Regions from separate parts of the Mus musculus genome. Here region 2 is linked to region 1. Evidence: chromatin contacts called from public promoter capture Hi-C data. All regions are on one chromosome and are shown on one strand. Each heading gives the region's core, a stretch centred on a gene start, on an enhancer-like site or on the middle of the called end of the contact. The rest is flanking DNA. Distances are from core to core; before and after follow the strand shown. Region 1 holds the start of Armh1 (armadillo-like helical domain containing 1). Region 2 holds the start of St3gal3 (ST3 beta-galactoside alpha-2,3-sialyltransferase 3).

Region 1 (2,700 bases), core at 56-2,555:
GGCATAGGAAGGGAGGCCTGGGGAGACTTTTTTTGTTTTTGGTTTTGGTTTTTTGGTTTTTTGAGACAGGGTTTCTCTGTGTAGTCCTGGCTGTACTGGAACTCACTCTGTAGACCATGCTGGCCTCGAACTCAGAAAACCGCCTGCTTCTGTCTCCCAAGTGCTGGGATTAAAGGTGTGCGCCACCACCACCTGGCTCTGGGGAGGCTTTTGAAGGAAGCACCCCCTAGCTAAACTTTATGATGAGCTGGACAAGTGCGGGGCAGTGGACTGGAAACACCAAAGAGCAGCATTGGCCGACCTGTACTCCAAGCCTCCTCTGCCCCAGTTTCCAAAAGGGACAACCTTCCATTCTCTGGTCCAACAACTTACACTACTTTACAAGCTACTAATCTTAGGAGGCCTCCCACACATCTTTTTTTAATGATATGGCCTTAGGAGGGTTAAACACACACACACACACACACACACACACACGTTAAGTTTAAATGCCAACTACTAAGCTTACTTCCATCAGGATTCATGCCAAGTCCTTTACACAAATAATCTCAGTTGTGCAACCAGCAATTTTTCCTCAGCTTTGCTCCAGGAAAACTAAAATTCAAAGTTGAAAGTTTGCCGAAGGTCATCCAATTACTAAAGGGATAGGATTTCAACAGAATTCCACCCGGCCTAACCGACCATTCTGTTAACCACTGCCAGGGTGAGCTGAGAAGGGCAGGACTAGGCTTGCTGAGTCCCTTGGCTTTTCTGAGGACCAGAGGCTCCCCCAGGAATCCAAACCTCTGCAAAAATGAAGGATGGGCCTAGTCACACTTGCAAATGAGGAGCGAGAATCCAAAACAAAAGAATTAGAATGAACCTTGAAGGGCCTCCAGCTACAAAGGGAAGCAGAACCTTGAGAACCTGTTGTGGAACAGAAAGACCCTCAGTCGACTGGGGGCGGGGCACGGGGGGCGGGGCTGGGAGCGCCCCGCAAGCTCTAGCCAGCCCTGCGGGACCCCCGAAGGGGGCGGGCCGAGGGAGGGCGGGCCGCAGGGTGGGCGGGGCATCGCTGTTAGGTCACCTTCCCAATCCCCCTCCATACTCTGGCTCCAGCAGGGCTGATCCGGGATCTCGATGCTGTAATCCAGCTCGGCCGAGGCCATGGTGAAGGTGCGGGTCTTCAGCACAGGCCTCCCGCCGGAACTCCCGCAGTTTCACCTCGGCGGGGCCGGGACGCCGCCGGGCCACGCCCCTCCCCGCCCACGCCCAGCGCTGTCCAATCCCCGAGCCGCACTCTGTGACCTCCCTGCCTAGCAACCAGGGAGTCGCTTCGCGCCTCGGGCGGCACCCACTAGCCCGGCCCTAGCAACCGCGCCCCGCCCCTACTGTCTTTGGGCCCCAGCAATTGGCTGACTCTCTTGATCTTGGATCAAGTATTGGTCAGTGGGGCAGCGCTCTCGGAGCGACCGCACCCTCCTGTGAAGGTAAGAGTCGGTGGGAGAGTTGAATGAAGTATTACGGGTCTGCAGAGGGCATCTCAGAACTTTGTCTTCTGGTACTTGGTAGAAAACTTGAACTTGCACCTCTAACTACATCTACCTCCATCGCCAGCAGCAGTTCCCAGGCTGGAGGCAGAAAAAACGAACAAAACAGTGTTAGGCGGCGCGTGCCAACGGGTCCTTCTAAACCTGTGGGTTGAGACTGGTTGCCTGACTGGAAAGGGGTCTTCGGGTAATAAGACATGGCCTTTCATGTGTGAGTCCAAGTAGTTTAGACGAGTACAGGAGTACAGCTTTCTTACATTTAGTAAATATTTTCTGAGCTGGGCATAATGGCGCATGCATTTAATTCCAGCTGTGAGGAGTTGAACTCTGTGAGTTTGAGACCATCCTGATCTATCTCCAGGACAGCCAGGGCTACACAGAGACACCCTGTCCAAAATAAATAAATAAACACATACATGCATACATACATAAACAGAAAAAGAAGCTATTTGGGTGATGGGAATGAGTGGGTATGGTGTGTAGGAGACAGAAACCAGGAGGAAAGTATTGAGGGCTGATGATTAATACGGTAAATAAAACCTCAAAGATGGCACTGGATTTACAAAGAAGTTGTTAGCAACCTTTGCAAGTGCCATTCCAGTGAACAAAAGAGTCAGTGGCTTGAGAGTGAGTGGGAGGTGACAGCATAGTGGTATGTCCCTGGAATCCCAGCCAGGAGTCTAAATGCTTCAAGCCATCCTCAGCTACATAACAAGTTCCAGGCTAGCCTATGCTACATGAGACTTGTCTTAAAAGAAAGAGGGGGGATGGAACACTTGCAAGGCAAGTTATTTTGTCATTCGCTGGCAACCGCTAGGAGGTACAGGCTTTTGTTCAGATGAGAGAGATCCAGCAAAGAGATAAAAGATAAAATCACAGGGGAATTGGGTATGTGAAAGCATATGGCCCCCAACCGTGGGGACTCTCACTTTACACTGCTGAGGAGTAACTGGGGAGATGGCTGAGCTAGTGTGAGGAACCAACTTAGACCCCCAGGACACACATAAAGGCTTCGGGGGCGGGGGGGGGGGGCTGGAGAGATTACTCAGTGGTTAAGAGCACTGACTGCTCTTTTGAAGGTCCTGAATTCAAATCCCAGCAACCACATGGTGGCTCACAACCATCTGTAATGAGATCTGATGCCCTCTTCTGAGGTGTCTGAAGACAGCTA
Region 2 (2,700 bases), core at 90-2,589, 880 kb before region 1:
GGCTGAGCGTTCGTGGAAGAGAGGAAAACTTAACTTCCTCAGGCACCCGTAGTTCCTCCCCATGAGTCTCATTACCTCAGCCTTGCTAAAGGACCGGATAATCTCGTGCCTGGTGTAATCCCAGCTCTATGGGAGTTGAGGATTGAATTCAAGCCTTTGAATGTTTGAGGCAAACGTACTACTGCCAAGCTATACCCGACAGCCCTCTCTACTTTTTTGTCCCTAAGAAGAGCCCACTGTGGGATGGAGAGATAGTTTAGCCCTTAAGAATACTTTTCTGGGGAACCCAGGTTCAGTTGTCACTGTCCACTTGGTGGCTTGCAACTGTCTGTAACTCTAGTTCCAGGGGCTATGAGGCCTTCTGGGATACACAGGCACTGGGACATACATTCATGCAGACACTAAAACAAAAACAAAATAAACCAAAACAAAACCCAAAGATACTGAGACCCACAAAGTTGTTGAATGTTTAATCCTGCTTCAGTTTAGAGAGTAGTTAAGTACGTACCACCACTACCATGATTAGTTAAGTCAACCATTCAAAAATATTTTTGGCCTATTATAAGAAAATTCCCAGTTCATAAAAAGCTATGGGACTTTCCCAAGTCTCATAAAACTGGCCTGTGGTTTTGTTTTTGTTTTTTTTTTTTTTTCTGGTGCTGGGGATGGCCTGGGGCTTTAAACTTGCTCAACTTCAAAGTTGGGTCTGCCTTAGGCACTTCCTGGCCAGTGTAGTCTAGTCTGGGTTCATGACCCACCACAGCCAAAGACTGCACTTCAGCTTTTTGCCAAAGCAGAAACTTATGTCTTGTATACCTTGTATAAGATTGGCATCTGAGAGTGCCAAGTTATGTCCCCACCTCCTCTTTGGGAAAATTCTGTATTAAATTCTGCCTTAGGATAATGCACTCCGCTGCAGAATGAGGGCGCGACCTCCTGAACTGGGTATGTGGGGTGGCTTTGTGGCCTATCTGCGACCTTTCTTCGAGGTCACGCCTGAACTTAGCAGGCCTCTTACCCTCACGGGATTGGATAGGGCTTCAGAAGGCGTTCTAGAGGTTACCACCAGCGTCAGGGGCTGACAGCAGAGTGGTGAAGTAGGGACAGAAGACTTCCTCTGGGAAGCAGAGGAAACCTGACCGCAGCCGGGCAGCCCCACGCACCGCAGCTCCACGCAGCGCTCCTCCCAAGCCCCAGCTATAGCCCGGGGATGGGGAGGGGATGGATTCGGCCTCTGGCTTCCATTGGGTCTCCGGGGTCCGGGCCCGCCCAACCCTGCGGCGAAGCCTCGCATTGGCCTGCCTGGCGCCCCGCCCGGTTCCGGTGCTCCCATTGGCTGCTGATGCCCGACCCCCGGCGCGGCCGCCGAGGCGGACCGCAGGATTGGTGGTCCCGCCGCTGCGTCCCCACCATGGCGGCGCCCGTGCAGCTTGCCGCGTCCTGGGCTCCCTCTGGGGTCCCCTCGGCTGTCCCCGCTATTCGCGCTGCAATTGCCTCCGCGCTCTGCGTGCGCCCTGGCGCCACCCGCCCCCGGCCTCCCTCTCTGCTGCGGTAAGGCCTGCCCTGCGTCCCCGAAGCAGCTCTCGGCCGCCGCGCCCCTCCCCCGGCCAGACCGGCCCGAGCCGCGCTGGGGACCAAAGCCCGGGCCCGGGTGGGGGCCAGGCCTGCCAGAGGGCCGCGCGAGCCGGGCCGAGCGCGCCGAGGTCACCTGTGTGCAGTGTCCCAGGCGCGCGAGTCTGAGCGCAAAGGAGGGTCACGGTCACCCGGGACCCGCTGTGGGACAAGCGCAAGAAAGTCCGGGGAAAGCCTAGCGGGAGTCACCAAGAGTAGCGGTTGTCATCTCTGCCTTCCCCGGGGCCAGATCCTCCTCGGAGCGACCGGGTCAGTTTATCAAAGTACGTCTTCTCGCTACCCTTTCTTCTGGAGTGCTTCCTCATTGTCTTCTCAGTGGTCTTGTTTGCGAGAGAAAAGCTTAGTGAGGACGGTAGATTTGGTTAGGCGGATGTCCCACAGATGTGTTTAGACTCCTTTTTACAGTAGCACCCATTTTTATGATTCCTCAATAAATTTAATTTTTGTCTGTTTCTCTAGAGTACGGGGAGGTGGTAAAACTGAGTCACTGTAATTAACCTAGGGAGTGACCGATGAAGGGAGCCGGCTGCTATCCCAGAAAGCAAAGAGTGCTTAACACATTTCTCTGAGGTCCTTTGAATTATTAGCACTATAGATAATGGGCTGAGAAGGAAGGAAAAGCCACGAGTTAGAGTTAGGTTCCTGACATGTAGCACAGTAGACATCATGACAATTCCACTTGTGTCCCTAAACTTTCAATTAAAGACTCAGAGGAATTGGATCCCGGGGTAGTAGGTGCACACCTGTAATAGCACTCAGAAGCTGAAGCAGGAGGATTGCTTCAGAGGCCAGCCTGGGCTACATAGAATAATAAAACCGTGTCAACAAGAGCCACATAGCAAGACCCAGTCTCAAAAGACTGAAGAAAGGAAAAGAAGAAAGATTGGAGGATTAAAAATTGGAGTAAAACCTTATGACCAGATGGGAGTTTCATATAGTCTCCTAAAATAACAGACATTTTGAAATATAAAGTGGTGTTGGTTGCTCCATTTCGCTAATCTGATGTCTGTGTCTCCTAACAAGTTATTAATGATGAAGCAAAGCAAGTGTGTTCCTAGAGACTAGTGA

What was found. Promoter capture Hi-C pulls out the DNA fragments that hold promoters and counts their contacts.
Region 2: a promoter capture Hi-C map of pre-B cells shows a contact between it and region 1. The contact joins the promoter of St3gal3 here to the promoter of Armh1 in region 1. A contact is called at or near these places in 8 of 39 promoter capture datasets (the 3T3-L1 cell line, 3T3-L1-derived adipocytes, the C10 cell line and 4 more).

Annotation. Positions count from the first base shown.
Region 1 is chr4:117,250,522-117,253,221 of GRCm38.p6, reverse strand. Armh1 (armadillo-like helical domain containing 1) reads left to right here and starts at 1,305. Exons shown (of 13, transcript NM_001145637.1): 1 at 1,305-1,469. Tmem53 (transmembrane protein 53) reads right to left here and starts at 1,271. Exons shown (of 3, transcript NM_026837.3): 1 at 1,088-1,271. The coding sequence starts at 1,148.
Region 2 is chr4:118,133,585-118,136,284 of GRCm38.p6, reverse strand. It overlaps St3gal3 (ST3 beta-galactoside alpha-2,3-sialyltransferase 3), which reads left to right and starts at 1,339. Exons shown (of 12, transcript NM_009176.5): 1 at 1,339-1,895.